Linked DNA regions of Zea mays: all the other regions are linked to region 1. The links are chromatin contacts, called in public Hi-C maps. All regions are on one chromosome and are shown on one strand. Each heading gives the region's core, a stretch centred on a gene start, on an enhancer-like site or on the middle of the called end of the contact. The rest is flanking DNA. Distances are from core to core; before and after follow the strand shown. Region 1 holds the start of LOC100193444. Region 2 holds the start of LOC100284168. Region 3 holds the start of LOC100216761 (putative folate-biopterin transporter 4).

Region 1 (4,682 bases), core at 1,475-3,974:
TTAGGTGCACATGCAATACACAAACACCGAACACACATACCACATACCGATATGTTTTTTTTTGCTTTGTGGATAAATATTTATTTATCGATCTTGTTTTCTCGCTAATGTATCTCATATATTTTGTATAGACCTATCACTATCGCTAACGGATTAGAACAATATCACGATCCTTCCAACATGTCTGAGTACTATCACTATGACTCGAGATAAACATGTGAGTATTGTGAAATAAGTCAACCTGCGTGTCGTTGCCTCGTTGGAGAGTTGTAAAAGAACTTGTATTTGAGTATTGCGAAGTTCGCTGATTGTTTGTTGCATGAGAACTGGAGTTTGTGGTTGCATATGTATGTTATATGTTATTTTGGTAAACACATGTCGTGTGGATCAATTAATATTTACTGTGCAATGTGAATTGAACAAACTACAAATAAATTTTGTCAAAATTTTCTATTTCTTCTGTAAAAAACAGCAAAACCGATTTGTTTCGCGATTAACCGGCGGTTTAGAGCGGTTTTTCGCCGGTTTTTCACCGGTTTTTGCCGGTAAACCGATTCAAATTCAAATTGATTTGAATTGGTCAAACCGGTCGGTTTTTACCGATTTTTACCGGTTTACCGTTGGTAAACCGTTACCGGTGAGGGGCGGTTTTTGCATCCAGAACGGTTTTGTAAACCGTGCCCCCTGCCTAGTGCCTGAACGGCAGCAGAACGCGCCACCGGACCGCGAAGCTGCTTGCTTGCTCACCCGACGCGACGACCGCACACGTACGGGCGCGCGGCGTGGAAAGCGTTTGATGAACCCGGAGGTGAGGACAAGGGTAGAGGAGACGTGCGAGTGCGACTGCGATGCGAGCGACGGCACGGCCGCACGGGCAAAGCGAAACGGATACGCAAACCAAACGAGCCCGAGCCCACCACCCACCTGCCCACGGAATCGGAAGGAGACGAAGACGATACGGGGGGGGACAAGCGGCCGACAGCCCGGCACATTCACATGTCGCCGCTTTATGGCACGCCTGCACCCGGACAGCTACGCGCCCGTCCGGCCTGCCAGTGCCAGTGCCACCGCATCGCAGTCACCTCACCCCCTACCATTACCACGGTACTACGTACCACCCACTGACCCACCCTCGTCCTGTACAGTAGCGCTGGAACGCGTTCCACGAGTTTCAAAACTCCAAACTCTCTGCGTCTGGTCTGCGTGCCCTCCTCTCCACCGTGACAATTCCCTTCCTTTTATTAGAGAGATCAAAGACGGGGATTCTGTTTCGTTTGTTTTCTTTACGAGCGCAAGCACCCGCTAGCAATTCAACGGCGACGGGCGGGCCGCCGTCGGCCGGGGGATCGAACGGCTGGTCCGCCGTGGACCCGCTTGCCGCCTCCGGGGGGGCCGCTGCAGGGCGCCCAACCGGCAGCCGGGGCCCGCTGGTGGGGCCGCCCGCGCGAGTGCGGCACCGCGAGTTTCCTTGTTTGTATTTAATTATATATAGATTAGTTTTGGATTGCAAAGTCTCGAGCCTCGCCTTCCTCGACGTCTCTATTACGTTTCGCACCTCGCTTTATCTCGTATTCACGTAACAGATCTTCGGTCACACTACTACACTAGTATGGTTAGACTGTCTGCACGGGTCGCTGCTATACTTTCCTCTCACCTTGCATGCCGTGTACAGAAGTCCCCCCACCCGTGCAACGGTTGCCTCTACGGAGCCCCTTATCGAGGGGAGCGCTTCTCTCTCCCTCCACTCCTGGCGGTTCACTGTTCATGCGCACTTACACTGTTTCGCACCGTGTTATGGGGCTGGAAACGAGCCGAGCCGAGCTCGGCTCGGCTCGGCTCGGTGCCTGAACGAGCTCGGCTCGGCTCGTCCATTCGACGAGCTAGTGAAAGAGGCTCGGCTCGGCTCGACCTTGGCTCGCGAGCCGGCTCGGCTCGCGAGCCATATTCTGATATTTATCGTTGCATTATTTGGTGAATTAACATTATATAAATTTGAAATATAGAATCATCATTTTAAATTATGAGTAAATTAAATTATAACTTGTAATATATTCATCATCAAAGACTAAAAAATGAGCTATTATCCATAAAACTATCTAATATTCATTATTATTCCATAAAATGATCATTTTTGTATTCATTATTATTCCATAAAATGATCATTTTTGTAAGACTCGCGAGCTGGAACGAGCCGACTCGGCTCGGCTCGCTGCAAAAACGAGCTCGAAGAAGGGGCTCGGCTCGGCTCGTTCGAGGCTCGCGAGCCGAGCCGAGTCGCTCCGAGCTCGAGCCGGCTCGCGAGCCTCGAGCTAATTTTCCAGCCCTACACAAGTTGTGGGCCCACGATAAATTATTAGTGGATAAAAAATTGATAGTGGATAAAAAGTAGGTATAGAAAATGATATTTTATGGTTGTAGTGGGATATAAGGGGGAGTATTTAGGGGGAACCGCTGCGGAAGATGAAAAAATAGGGGAGAAATAGAGGAAAAAAATGATATAGGAGAAAAATTTAGAGGTAACGGTTGCAGATAGCCTTAGCACACGAGGAGGACATGTGGAACCTTTTTTTAGACAGATTATTAGCGTTATATCCAGGGGCTCATAAGCAAAAACTATCGCGACCTGACGGGTGAGTGACCCGCGGCCCACTATAACCAAACCAACCTCCCCCTCCCCCTCCCCCCGACCTCTCTGCCTTTTCCTTTTCCTTCCCCCGCTTTCTCCTTCCTTCCTCCTCCTCCCGGCTCCCCTCACCCAGCCACCGGCCATGTCGGTGGAGACGGAGCGGAGCTCCACCGAGTCCTCCGGGGCTTCCGGGCTCGACTTCGAGGACACCGCGCTCACGCTCACCCTCCGCCTCCCGGGCTCCGCGCCTTCCGCCGCCGCCGCCGCCGCGGCTTCCCTGTCCCTCTCCTCCTCGTCGTCCTCCGCCTTCCCCGACCCCGACCGCAAGCGCGCCTCCTCCGACGCTGACCCCGGCCGCTCCTCCCCGCTCGCCGCGTCCTCCGACGCTGCACCGGCACCCAAGTACGCCGCCCGTTTTCTCCGACCAACACATGCCTTTTCCGTTTTTTATTTATTGTTACTCCCAGGAAACGCGAGGCGGGCGCTGGCGCTTGCTTTGGCGGGTGAATATGAGGTGGAGTGGAGTTTGATGTGCCTCCTCCTCATTTGTTTTGGTGGGGCAGGGCTCGTGTGGTGGGCTGGCCGCCGGTGAGGTCGTACCGCAAGAACGCGCTCGCCGACGCCGCGGGCTCCAGCAAGGCCGCCAAGTTCGTCAAGGTGGCCGTCGACGGCGCGCCCTACCTGCGGAAGGTGGACCTGCAGGCGTACGCCGGCTACGACCAGCTGCTCCGCGCGCTCCAGGACAAGTTCTTCTCCCACTTCACCATCAGTCAGTGCTACCGTCCCACCACCACCCCCTCGCTTCGTGCTTCCTCCTGGGTCTAATTTCCGCAGCGCTTTGCTCTGTTTGGTCGAGCGTTCCGGCTGACGGAGGGTTTTTTTTTTTGGTTTGGATGCGCGCGCAGGGAAGTTCGCCGACGACGAGAGGAAGCTGGTGGACGCGGTGAACGGGACGGAGTACGTACCCACGTACGAGGACAAGGATGGCGACTGGATGCTCGTCGGCGACGTCCCCTGGAAGTGAGCTCCTCTGCTTCTTCGTTCTGTTTTACTTTTACTACGAGTACGTGGTCTTATATATTCTTTACTTGATATAACTCGAATAGTTTCTCAGCGTATGATTATTGCTTAGGGTCGATCAGATTGGATGTGATAGCTTCCATTTAACACTTCGTCTACTGTCCTTTCGTATGACTATCTCTTAGGATCTTGCACTACTCCAATTGGATGTGGTAGCTTCGATTTAACAGTTTCTTTACAGTCCTTTGACTAAGTCTTTGCTTGTATTTAGCTTTTAGTAGTCGAATGGTTTGTTCGTAGGTATGAGACTAATGCTTGGGATCTTGCACTTCTCATCAAATTGGACGTTGTAGCTTTGATTTGAGAAGATCAACCAAGTCCCTTTGACGAAATACTTTTTGTGTGTGTGTGTTGAGTAGTGGGGGAGCGGTAGAATTAGATTGTGCCGAGTAGATTTGCAACAACATGGCTGTATTTTGGGATCGAAGGAAGCAGATCCTAGAAAGAGTTGTTTGGATAAATAGGGATAGCGATGAATTAGGGGTTTGAATGGATTGTCTTGGAAATTACTTCATCTTCACCATCGATATGATGTGAATAGATCTAATCCAGATAAGACCAGAGGTTTGCCTCTCACTCTCTCTCTCTTTTGACAACGATGCGTCTTTTAGGTGAAATTCTCGAGAGGCGCTGTTGGTTGTTGGCAGTAATTCATGCCTATAGTGTAAGTGCATTTGAGGCCGAATTGCTCCTCAGATGAAGCATCAGCTGATCGGAAAGTGATGTTGGAACTGTCGGGATAGGAGAACTATTAGGGAGCCCTTTCTCACCCTTGACTATGACAGCAGACAACCTTTGCTAGTTCCTTCTCCACTTGTTAGCCCACTGCAGCCATGCTAGGATATTGCAATGACACTGATCAAATCTAACTGAGACAGGTTACAGGGGTGGGGGGGGGGATGAATTTTCTTATCCACACCTCTTTGCCTTTTGTTTTTTTAACCGTAGATTCCATCCAAAAACGCCTTCCACGTGG
Region 2 (5,010 bases), core at 738-3,237, 140 kb before region 1:
ACCGTGTACTGGAGAAAACGAGGCCCACAATGGTTTGGCTAGAAACTTGGTAGTGAAGGCAATGAGAAGCGATATGAGAGAGGCCATCTCAAAGACTCACTTACGTGGAAAACTTGGCCCTTGCTAGGACATCCTTACAAGAGGACCCAACAAGGACTAAGGAAAGCACAAACTTTTTGACACCGCAACAAAAATCTTGAAGTTATTAAAAAAGTTTGTATCTCTATCTCAATTAAGTTTGCACACTTTATTTAATGCTTACCTAGATTGTATGCTTTCTTAGTTTAGCTTGCTAGGCAAATGGTAAGTTTGAAATCTAGGTCGCATAACTCTTTTGCGATAGAGATAGCAACACACCTAATAAAATCATAGTTGCATATCTAGATAAATTACTTTCTTGCATGGGTTTTGATTCGATAAAAAATAGAGACCTTAGATTTAAGAAGTAGATTTTAAATTGTCTAATTTATCCTCCTTTCTAGATGCCATGATCCCTTCAATTAGAACTCTCAATGCATGAATTACAAACTAGCAGTTCTATCAAGCATTATAATGGTCAAGAGCAGGGATGAAGTTCATTGGATTTGGATATGACACAGCAGCCGCCAAAACAAGATACTCAAGATGACTGAATTATATGAATACAGACTTTTTTCCAACAACTTGATCTAGCAAGCTCAAAGTACAGCTAAATATTTTCTTATTCTTCTTCAGGGAGCCTGGCGCAAAATCACTAATAACATCAATTTAAGGTTCATTCTCTCGATCGATTCAAAATTTACTGCTAGTCATGCACAGATAAAGAAAGTAGAAGTTGAGCAAGAACGGAAATGTGTTTTATCTACTAGTGCTATCTGATATGTGGAAACAAGTTGTTTACTCACCGCTGCAACACATGCGACATAACCTGGTTTCTCCCTGTAATCAACTCTGGAACAGCACAGCAGAAAGGCTCCAACGTACCAGGGAATGGCACCAAGGAAGAAACCGACTATGAACCTTGAAGCGCAAGGGGTTATCATTAGAAGAAAGAGCAAATAAATCAGAAGGACACGAAGCTATAGCAGCAGCACTGCAATTGCTGTACCATGAATTCTGCCCAGGTATCGAACGTGGGACGACAATGCTGCTTGGCACACATGAATGAATCTAATGTATGAGCAGAGAAAGAAAAAAATGGAGCAAGATGCCTTACAGGAACCATCCAAAACCAATGCCACAACAGGGAAGTCGATCATGGCTACGTCCCCGCACACCTGCCTCGTAATCTCGAGCTGAAAGCGGAGCAAGGAAAACAGAAACATGGAATTTAAGCATACACGGAATGCATCGAAAAGCAGAGCAGGTACTCTACAGTATACGTACATTGCATACAGTGGGCACAGGCACAGGACAAGAAGGGTTTGACAGTAAGTAGGAGTAGACTAGAGAAGTACAGTAGAACCGTCGCTCCAGAACTGAAATGGATTAATAAATATCCTTGTAATAACAAGGTAAAAGGTAATTTACTTTGGTTAGTGGCCCCAGTTTGCACAATAGTAGAGTCGCCGAATAGGGGCAATCAGTTGAGATCAAACGACGCCTAGTCGCCTAGAAACCTCTCGCTCTCTGGGTGTGTGACTGTGTGTGTGTGTGGGACGACGAACGATGCCTAGAAACTTGATCCCGCAGATTTTTGTCTTATAAATGGTACGCCTAGAAAGTGAATTGGGGAAGTATTCGAGAAAGGAAATCGCAGCAGCGTTACCGGGAACGGCCTGGTAGTCGCCGCGGTGGTGGGCGGAGAGGCTCGGCGGCGGGCGCGGGGGCGGGTAGCTGGGCGGCCCCTGGAAGGTGCCGTAGTGTACACCGCCTCCTTGGGGCTTGGAGCCGTCGGCCTCCTCCCCGCTCATCCTGCTGCGCGCCCAACTCCTCTGGCTCTACCCTCTCTCCTCTCCCGGAGGCCGGAGCACGCAGTTTGGTCCGGTAGCCTGACAACAAGTGACAACGCCACACTTTGGACGGGAACAGGAGGGATCAAACTGGGGCAGGAGGAAGGAAGGAGGCCGCCCCGCCAGCTGTCGTCGTGGCCCATGTGCATGCCATGCACGCCACGCGGACGATCGGCTGGCCGTTGCCCTCCCGGGTCCGGGCCCAGCGCCCCCAGCTAATCGTTTCAGAAGAGAACATGCCAAAAGGCGAAATGATCGATCGCTGAGTTAATAATAACCAGTTGATTAGCCGTGGATTTCTTTATAAGCTGAATAACGCCGCGAGACGTGGATGATCAGATAGCATTTGCAGCCGCCGCGGCGGCGGCGAGACTGACTGGACTGCGAGAGAGGCACGCAACGACACGCCAGGCGTGCCACCAAAAAGGTCAATTTGCCACCTCATTCTAAAGCAGCTAGTAACTATTCCGCTTTGGCATGGTGTAGTAGGCTGATGTCATGCCAGAGTGATATTACATGAGTGATTGGATGCTTCTGCTTTTTAAGGATTTATTACTGTATCCTATCGTGATTTCTAGAGCATCACATGCTAGTACAAAGTAATTTCCTTCATCCTTTATTAACTCATACGCTGATTTCTATGGACTAATTTCACATTTATCAAGAGCCACTCCTGTGAAATATTTACAAATGATTTATCTGAGACACCTTGGGCACTGCATCAGAAATTTCTCTACGCTGTGAAATGAAATTTCCCTTCTCTTCGTCAGCATCGACTCCAAGCCGATTCAGAAGTTTTAGACCATACTGTTTTCCCCCTGAATCCCTGATTTAATTTTATGAAATGAGACACTGTTAGAGGTTTTTCTGTGTAAAGCCTCATATTTAAATTTGAGGTACTAGTTTAAAATAACTTGCATGTATTCCTTGACACAATAATGTAGATCGTAATATTTGTTGTGTTATTTCCTCTAGGCACAGAATATTTTGTCAAGTATATTATCATGTAATATTTTGTCAAGAATTTTTAGTTCAGGCAACAGAACAAATGCAAAGCCCGACCCAGTAAGTTATTGGCGCCTTTTTCACGGCCCATCAACGGGGTGTTTGACAACAAAGGCCCATCAACGAGGCATCCGGGTCCGCGCATTGCACTAGCTCCCCCCAGGCTCTACCAGAACCGCCGCCGTTTCTGGATCTCTCGACGGCGAGCAGCGACTCGTCCGGTCGTCCCTCAGCACTGTGCTTGGCGGACGCAGGACAAGACACAGGATGAGGGCTGTGGTGCAGCGCGTCCTCTCGGCCAGTGTCGAGGTGAGCGCGCTCTCCAGTGCACTGCAATTCGCTCGGAATCTTCCCTGAATGCTTCTCTGTGGGGTCGCAGGTCGAGGGGCGAATAGTGTCTGCGATCGGCCCTGGACTCCTCGTTCTCGTCGGCGTCCACGAGGCGGACACGGACTCCGACGCCGACTACATGTATAACACTCTTCTCCTTTCATTCGCCTCCCACTTCCTCCAGTTACTGGTTTATACTGCTAGCCATCGTCTCAATTATTGTCTGTTTACCTATGACTATATCTTTATAGCTCATCAGAATCTGCAGTGGGGATGTGTTCACCGGATATCAGTTAGCAGTGTACTGTGTTGATTCAGTAACCAGTTATTTGAGCTGACGGAGTGATTGCAGTGCAGAATGTAATGATGATCCTTGATAAATGAATGATAGCATTAGTCACTTGTACTGCTAACGTAATCTGTTGTGTGGTATGTTTTTTGTGTTTAGTACCGCATGCGGCATGCATTCGGTGCCAGCTTCGTTATTAGTATTCTTTGGCAAATATATTATGTGTCCAACATATCGGGCTTTGCCAAATTCTGACACCTTTTTTTCTGATATGTTGTTAACTTACCACCCTTTTTATGAAATTTTGTTTATGCTGAAATGTTAAATTAACATGACCTGCTGTTATACCTCTAATTTGCATGCTAATACTACCCTTACATAGTTGTCGGAAGGTCCTGAACATGAGGCTGTTTTCAAATGACAAGACTGGAAAAGCATGGGATCAAAGTGTAAGCCTCAGACCATCTTGGCCCAAAGAATAAAGTTGGCCTACTTGAGAATGTTAATTATTTCTTGCACTTCGTATGAGCTTTGAAGTCTAATTTAAATAAGATTTTTCTTCCCTGCAGGTTATGCAGCGTAACTTTGAAGTGCTATTGGGTAATATGATGATGCAGCCTTTCACCATGTGTAAAATATAAATAGCCTCCATTAAATCTGTTATTAACCACTACATTTCTGACATGATGTCTTCTTCAGTCAGTCAGTTCACCTTATACGGCATCCTGAAGGGTAATAAGCCAGATTTTCACGTGGCTATGTCACCTGCAAAAGCGAAACCATTCTATGCTTCTCTAGTTGAGAAATTTCAAAGGTCATACTCGGCTGATTCAGTGAAAGGTAACAAATATGTATTTTATAATTAATTCGTTGCGCTTTACACAGTTTGCCAACCTGAATTCTTGAATACCAAATCAATGTTCTCTTTCCTTTTGTTAACATGGATATGCCTATATTTTGGATTTTCCTGTTATTATTGATACATTCATTGTAACGTTCCCACGCCGCCCATGGTCCTGTGTTGAACATTCTTTTCTGCTGGATGTACATTTCATCTTCTCAATAGTCACTTCCTGTTATGATATGCCGATAACATAGCTATTTCTTTAGTGATGTTTTCCAGATGTTCTGCTCACTTGTTTACTTCGCTGAACTATTGGCCTATTGCCATAGTATGTCTATGCTCCCCATACTCATAATACATGATCTTCTTGCACTTGTTATTTCTCTGCTGCTACTATTGCTTTTGCTGTTTTGCACTATGTTCCATCTACATCTAAAGATTTCTGCCATGAGTCACTGTATCACATGAAAATATATGTGACGATTTCCTACTTTGACTGGCAGATGGTGTTTTTGGAGCGATGATGAAGGTGCCTCTGACTGAAACATGTTATTTGTCCTCATAGCGTTTGATTGACCTTCTCAGAAAAAAAGGTGTAAATTGGAAAGCCT
Region 3 (4,888 bases), core at 1,918-4,417, 220 kb before region 1:
TAGAAAATATATTAAATTTATAACATCAAATAAATACACCACAGAATTGTATTTTCAATGCATCTAGAAATCTTGCTTAATGTTGTGAATGCTTGTGTTTTTTTATAAAAAATAATTAAAACTAAATAAGTTTGACTTAGGTCCTATTTAAGTTAGCTAAAATAAACTGCTAGTTGCTAAAATAAGATACAATTGATTCAAACAACATAGCTTATAGGTTCTTAGATTATTTGCAGTTTTTCTATATTAAGATGATGTTTGTTTTTTAGAGAGTAATTTTTAGTCCCTTCATTTTATTTCATTTTAGTCTTAAATTATCAAATATGAAAACTAAAATATAAATTTTAGTTTCCATATTTAGTAATTTAGATACTAAAATAGAATAAAATAGATGGACTAAAAATTAGTCCCTAAAAAAACCAAACACCCTAAAGTTATATATACACATGGTGCTATCAATACATCTTCCTTTCATCTTTTGCGGCCTTCTCCGGATAATCTAGCTCTATACGTTATGGGTGTTGATGGGCAAACGTCTGTATATGGATATGGTTACACAAATGGGTTGCTATAACACACTAGAACACAGAGAAGAATTGTACATATCCAATTATTTTGCGTACAACTGGATGGTTTCAATCATTGGAATAGGCTAAACTTTTTACACGAATTGGTAGGTGTGCCCTTCCATGCAGTAGCAGAAAACGCTGATGGAAAGCACACATTGTAATATTTTAAATAACAGGCTAATACACACGCTTTTAGTTCAAAAATAACTAGCAGACGCCAGAGGTAGTATTTTACGGTACTAAGGCTATTCCGTGGCTAAGCTGAAATAAAACTATTTAGCGAAGCTAAAAACATTGTTAGCGGTAGCAGTAGAATAATCAATATATCATCATAGAGCAGGCTACTTAAAACCCTGGTTGTCAAGGAAGCAACCTATGATAACACAACTAGTAAAGAAAAGCAAAGAATAATGCCTTCCACATGGTATCTAGACATCTAGTGGATCACTAAGGTTGTGACGCCGCCTTGCTACTAATGAGTGGAGCAGCAAACATGATGCATACCCGGACCATTTCAAGTGCAGCACAACAGGAGCACTATATTGTAAAGGGTAAGGAAGGAGAAGCAACAACCGACCAAAGAAGAAAAAGGAAAGAAAAGAAGAGAGGCGGTAGAGGAAGCGACGAACCCTCCTCCATCTCCACTACTCTCTAATCATCCGCTGGTGGATTAAGGGGGTGTTTGGTTTCTAGGGACTAATGTTTAGTCCCTAGATTTTATTCCTTTTTAGTGTATAAATTGCTAAATATAGAAACTAAAATAAAGTTTTAGTTTCTATATTTGGTAATTTTGGAACTAAAATAGAATAAAATCTAGGAACTTTTATTTTAGTTTCTATATTTAGCAATTTATACACTAAAAAGGAATAAAATCTAGGGACTAAACATTAGTCCCTAGAAACCAAACACCCCTAAACTATGAATCACATCAGCAACAGCGCAGCGCACCCACCCCAACCCCACCCCACCTCTCCCAAAAGCAAAGCACGTTGGTAATCTAACCAATCCCCTCCGCTTCCTTCCTTCCTTCCTTCCACCACCACCAGCACCACCACTCCACCAGCGTTCCACCCGTCCTCTCCCCCCCTGCCCGCCCCTTTCCCTCCCTCCCCAAATCCCTTGCCCCGTCTTGATCGGGCGGCGGGGGGGCGGCCAGGCTGGCAAGTCGCGCGGCGATGATCTCCTCGCCCTCTCCGTCGCCGTCGTCGTCCCGGACGTCCAAGGGTGGCTCCGCGACGCCGCCGAGTCGGGCCAGCAAGTGGCGCAGCGGCGCGGTGCGCGGGGTGTACGGGCGGCGCCTGCTGGACGCGCTCCGCGCCACGGGCGGTGGCCAGCCGCGCGCCGTGAAGGCGGCGGCCGACTCGGCGCTGGCGCTGACCGCGCGCGGCCAGACGCGGTGGAGCCGCGCCATCCTGCTCGCCGGCGCGGTCTGCAGCCGCCGCCGCGTCCTCGTCAAGGCGGGCGGCAAGGTCCGGCGGCGGCGCCGCCCGCCTCCGCCGGTGCAGGCCAGAGACAAGGCGGCGGCGGCGGCGGCGCTAAAGGGTAAGGAGGGTAAGGTGCAGGAGCGGCTCCGCGTGCTGGGCCGCCTCGTCCCGGGCTGCCGGAAGCTACCCACGCCCGCGCTGCTGGAGGAGGCCGCCGACTACGTGGCCGCGCTGCAGATGCAGGTCAGCGCCATGCGCGCGCTCGCCGACGCGTTGGCGGCCGCGCAGCTGTCGTCGCCGGCGGACGCGGAGGCGGAGGCGGAGGCGGAGAGGTGAGGCGTGACCACGTGGGTGGGTGGGATTGACTGCTTGATTGGCCTAGCCGCCTGGCCCCATGACATGATTGATCACCAGCTCCAGCTTCCAGCTCGCTCCCCCACCTGCCGGATTCCGATGGGGGGATCGGGGGAGGGGAAGAAAACAATAATCATTTGCGGTGCGTTCGTGGGTTGCTCTTGTCGGGAGAGATTGGTGGTGGGACTAGCAGAGTGATGACCATTTCGTTCTATGCAGCCTGAATTGCTGCTGCTCGTGATTTGTTGTAAATTCCGTACACCTTACTCCTACTACCCCAGCTGCCTGCTACTTGTGCATAAAGCAAATGCTGCTCCTCTCATCGCCTGTTCTGCTGCGCTGTGGTACTTTACTCTTGTGTCAGTACAAAAGATTTGGTGGATAATTGTGTCTGGCATGCCATGATTCTTGTACCAGGGAAATGAATGATCCGAATTAGTGTTGTGCTGTGACTGAGCCGAGTCCCCCCCTTTCATCGGAAATGCTTTGGCCCTGTGCCTTCTATGGCTCTATCATCATCTATACTTTTGTGGTTGGGACAAAAAATAAAGAATTTGAATCCTGTACGAAAAATTCCCCGCGTAGTGGTTTGGACCACAACGTGAAGGTCCTGTTTGATTAGCGCCCGAGTGGCATGAACGAGCTCCAACCTGTGATGCTTCAAGTTGGTTTATTAGTTTTTTTTATCAAAGTTGGTTTATTAGTTGGGTCGTAACACAACTGGCATTTTCATTTCCAAACAAACAAAAAAAAAACGCTGGGCTTGACAACAAAAGGCCCAACATTAGGAACCAGGCCCGGCCAACCCCCGCACGTGACTGCCGTCCGCCGTTCCGGTCCTCGCCCGGTCGCCCCTCCCCGCGTCGTGCTCGTGTCGTGTCGGCCGTCGGTGGTTCCTGGAACTGGAAGGAAGGAGACCCGGCCCCTCGCCTCGTCTGACCTCTCTCGTCCCCTCCGCCATCTCATTTCGCTTCCCTTTACCTCCCTCCCCGGTGGATGTGGATCCATACCGTGTCCTAGCCCTACATCGCAGCGCGAAGCAAGGAGCCATGGCGGCGGCCCAGCATCATCAGTTGTGGTGGCCGGGGCGGATGGCAGCGGCGTTCGGGCCCTCCTTCCTCTGCCTCGTCTGCCTCATCTACTTCATCCAGGTCTCTCTCTCTCTCTCACATTTTCCCTAGTCTACGATCCTAGGCTTCTATTCCCTTAATAGCCTGTATAATTACGATTAGTAATTGTCCGCATGTTGATTGTTTAGATCTGAAACTTATCGCATCCCACACCACGCCGTTTGGGAGAAATGACATATCAGATAGTCATACGCAGAAATGCCTTACTAGCTTCTAATATAGTTCTGATACAGGCCACGGAAAATACATTCCTTAGCATACCTAGTTACCTGCAAGAGCTCCTCGTTTCATCAGTCAATCAACAGACCAAGAGCCTAGCCTTTCTGCAAATCTAAATGAGCCCCAACCTGTTCACACGCGTGCTAAATCAATCACGTTCCTTCGAACATTCTAGGGTTTCAGGTCTTTCGTCTGGACAGCTGTCTCCTACCAAATGAAGGACGTGATGAAGCTATCGCCCTCTACATCGCAGTTTCTGGTCTCCCTTGCATATTTCCCTTGGAGCATCAAACCTATATATGGGTATGGTTTTGTTGCCTTGTGTATCTTCTATTGCTTTTCTTCTACTGCTAGTAACTAGTAACGAAACCTGCTGGCGATGCAGCAATGATTTTAGCGACAGATGGTTAACCTGTATGCTCCATTTAACTTCCTGCTTCCAGAGTTGCATGCTTCTTGAAAATATTTTCTTGTTACTTAAGAAACCTATATGTCCATATGTCTCCACGCATGCATAATTTCATCCATTCTGTTTCACGTTTCTTATTGAAATCTAAGTCCTACTTTTTGGCTGCTCATACGCCAATTGTTTTCTGCAGGATCTTGTCAGATTGCGTTCCAATTAAACAGAGGAAGCGTATACCCTATTTGATCATTTCTAGTTGCCTTTCTCTACTTCCGTGGCTTATCCTAGGACTATCACAAGCTTTAAGGAGCTCAGCCAATATGCTCACTGCCTTGCTCATAGTACAGAATCTGGGATCTGCGATGGCGGATGTTGTTATAGATGCAATGGTTGCGGAAGCAGTTCGATCAGCCGGGTAGGCTTCTTGATGTTTCCTGTGTCCCTATTTGGCATGCTGCTATGGAGTATTGTGAAAACCTACTAATTTTATTTCCAGGCCGGAGTTTGCTGGCGATCTACAGTCATTATCTTGGTCATCGATGGCTGTAGGTGGGATTTTTGGGAGTTTACTGGGAGGATATGCATTATCCAATCTCCCAATACATGCAATATATATTGTTTTCTCAGTCCTCCCATTCTTCCAATTAGTTTCCTGCATGTTTGTTGAGGATTCTCCAAAAGGGTTCCACAACGCCAGTGATGAACATAAGTATGTAGACAACCAGAGTTCTGTTACTGTTTTTTCTGGAAAAGGCTCTAGTGAGGGCACTAGAAGGCGAAAGGGAA

Evidence for each region. A called contact is a pair of places that touch in the nucleus more often than the background predicts.
Region 2: a Hi-C map of ear shows a contact between it and region 1, with 2.0 times the contacts expected there. The contact joins the promoter of LOC100284168 here to the promoter of LOC100193444 in region 1. A contact is called at or near these places in 6 of 25 Hi-C or Micro-C datasets (ear, endosperm, leaf and 2 more) and 1 of 3 datasets of contacts at active chromatin or transcription factors (leaf).
Region 3: a contact with region 1 is called in a Hi-C map of leaf, with 6 times the contacts expected there. The contact joins the promoter of LOC100216761 here to the promoter of LOC100193444 in region 1. A contact is called at or near these places in 3 of 25 Hi-C or Micro-C datasets (ear and leaf).

Annotation. Positions count from the first base shown.
Region 1 is chr3:10,059,606-10,064,287 of Zm-B73-REFERENCE-NAM-5.0, forward strand. LOC100193444 reads left to right here and starts at 2,725. Exons shown (of 5, transcript NM_001138563.1): 1 at 2,725-3,028; 2 at 3,190-3,395; 3 at 3,532-3,646. The coding sequence starts at 2,769.
Region 2 is chr3:9,921,252-9,926,261 of Zm-B73-REFERENCE-NAM-5.0, forward strand. It overlaps LOC100284168, which reads right to left and starts at 1,988. Exons shown (of 4, transcript NM_001157064.2): 1 at 1,748-1,988; 2 at 1,196-1,274; 3 at 885-999. The coding sequence starts at 1,892. LOC100282840 (D-tyrosyl-tRNA) reads left to right here and starts at 3,106. Exons shown (of 8, transcript NM_001397645.1): 1 at 3,106-3,245; 2 at 3,316-3,407; 3 at 3,938-4,004; 4 at 4,125-4,155; 5 at 4,255-4,395; 6 at 4,903-4,928. The coding sequence starts at 3,204.
Region 3 is chr3:9,835,854-9,840,741 of Zm-B73-REFERENCE-NAM-5.0, forward strand. It overlaps LOC100216761 (putative folate-biopterin transporter 4), which reads left to right and starts at 3,168. Exons shown (of 7, transcript NM_001359490.1): 1 at 3,168-3,498; 2 at 3,872-3,999; 3 at 4,296-4,517; 4 at 4,599-4,888. The coding sequence starts at 3,397.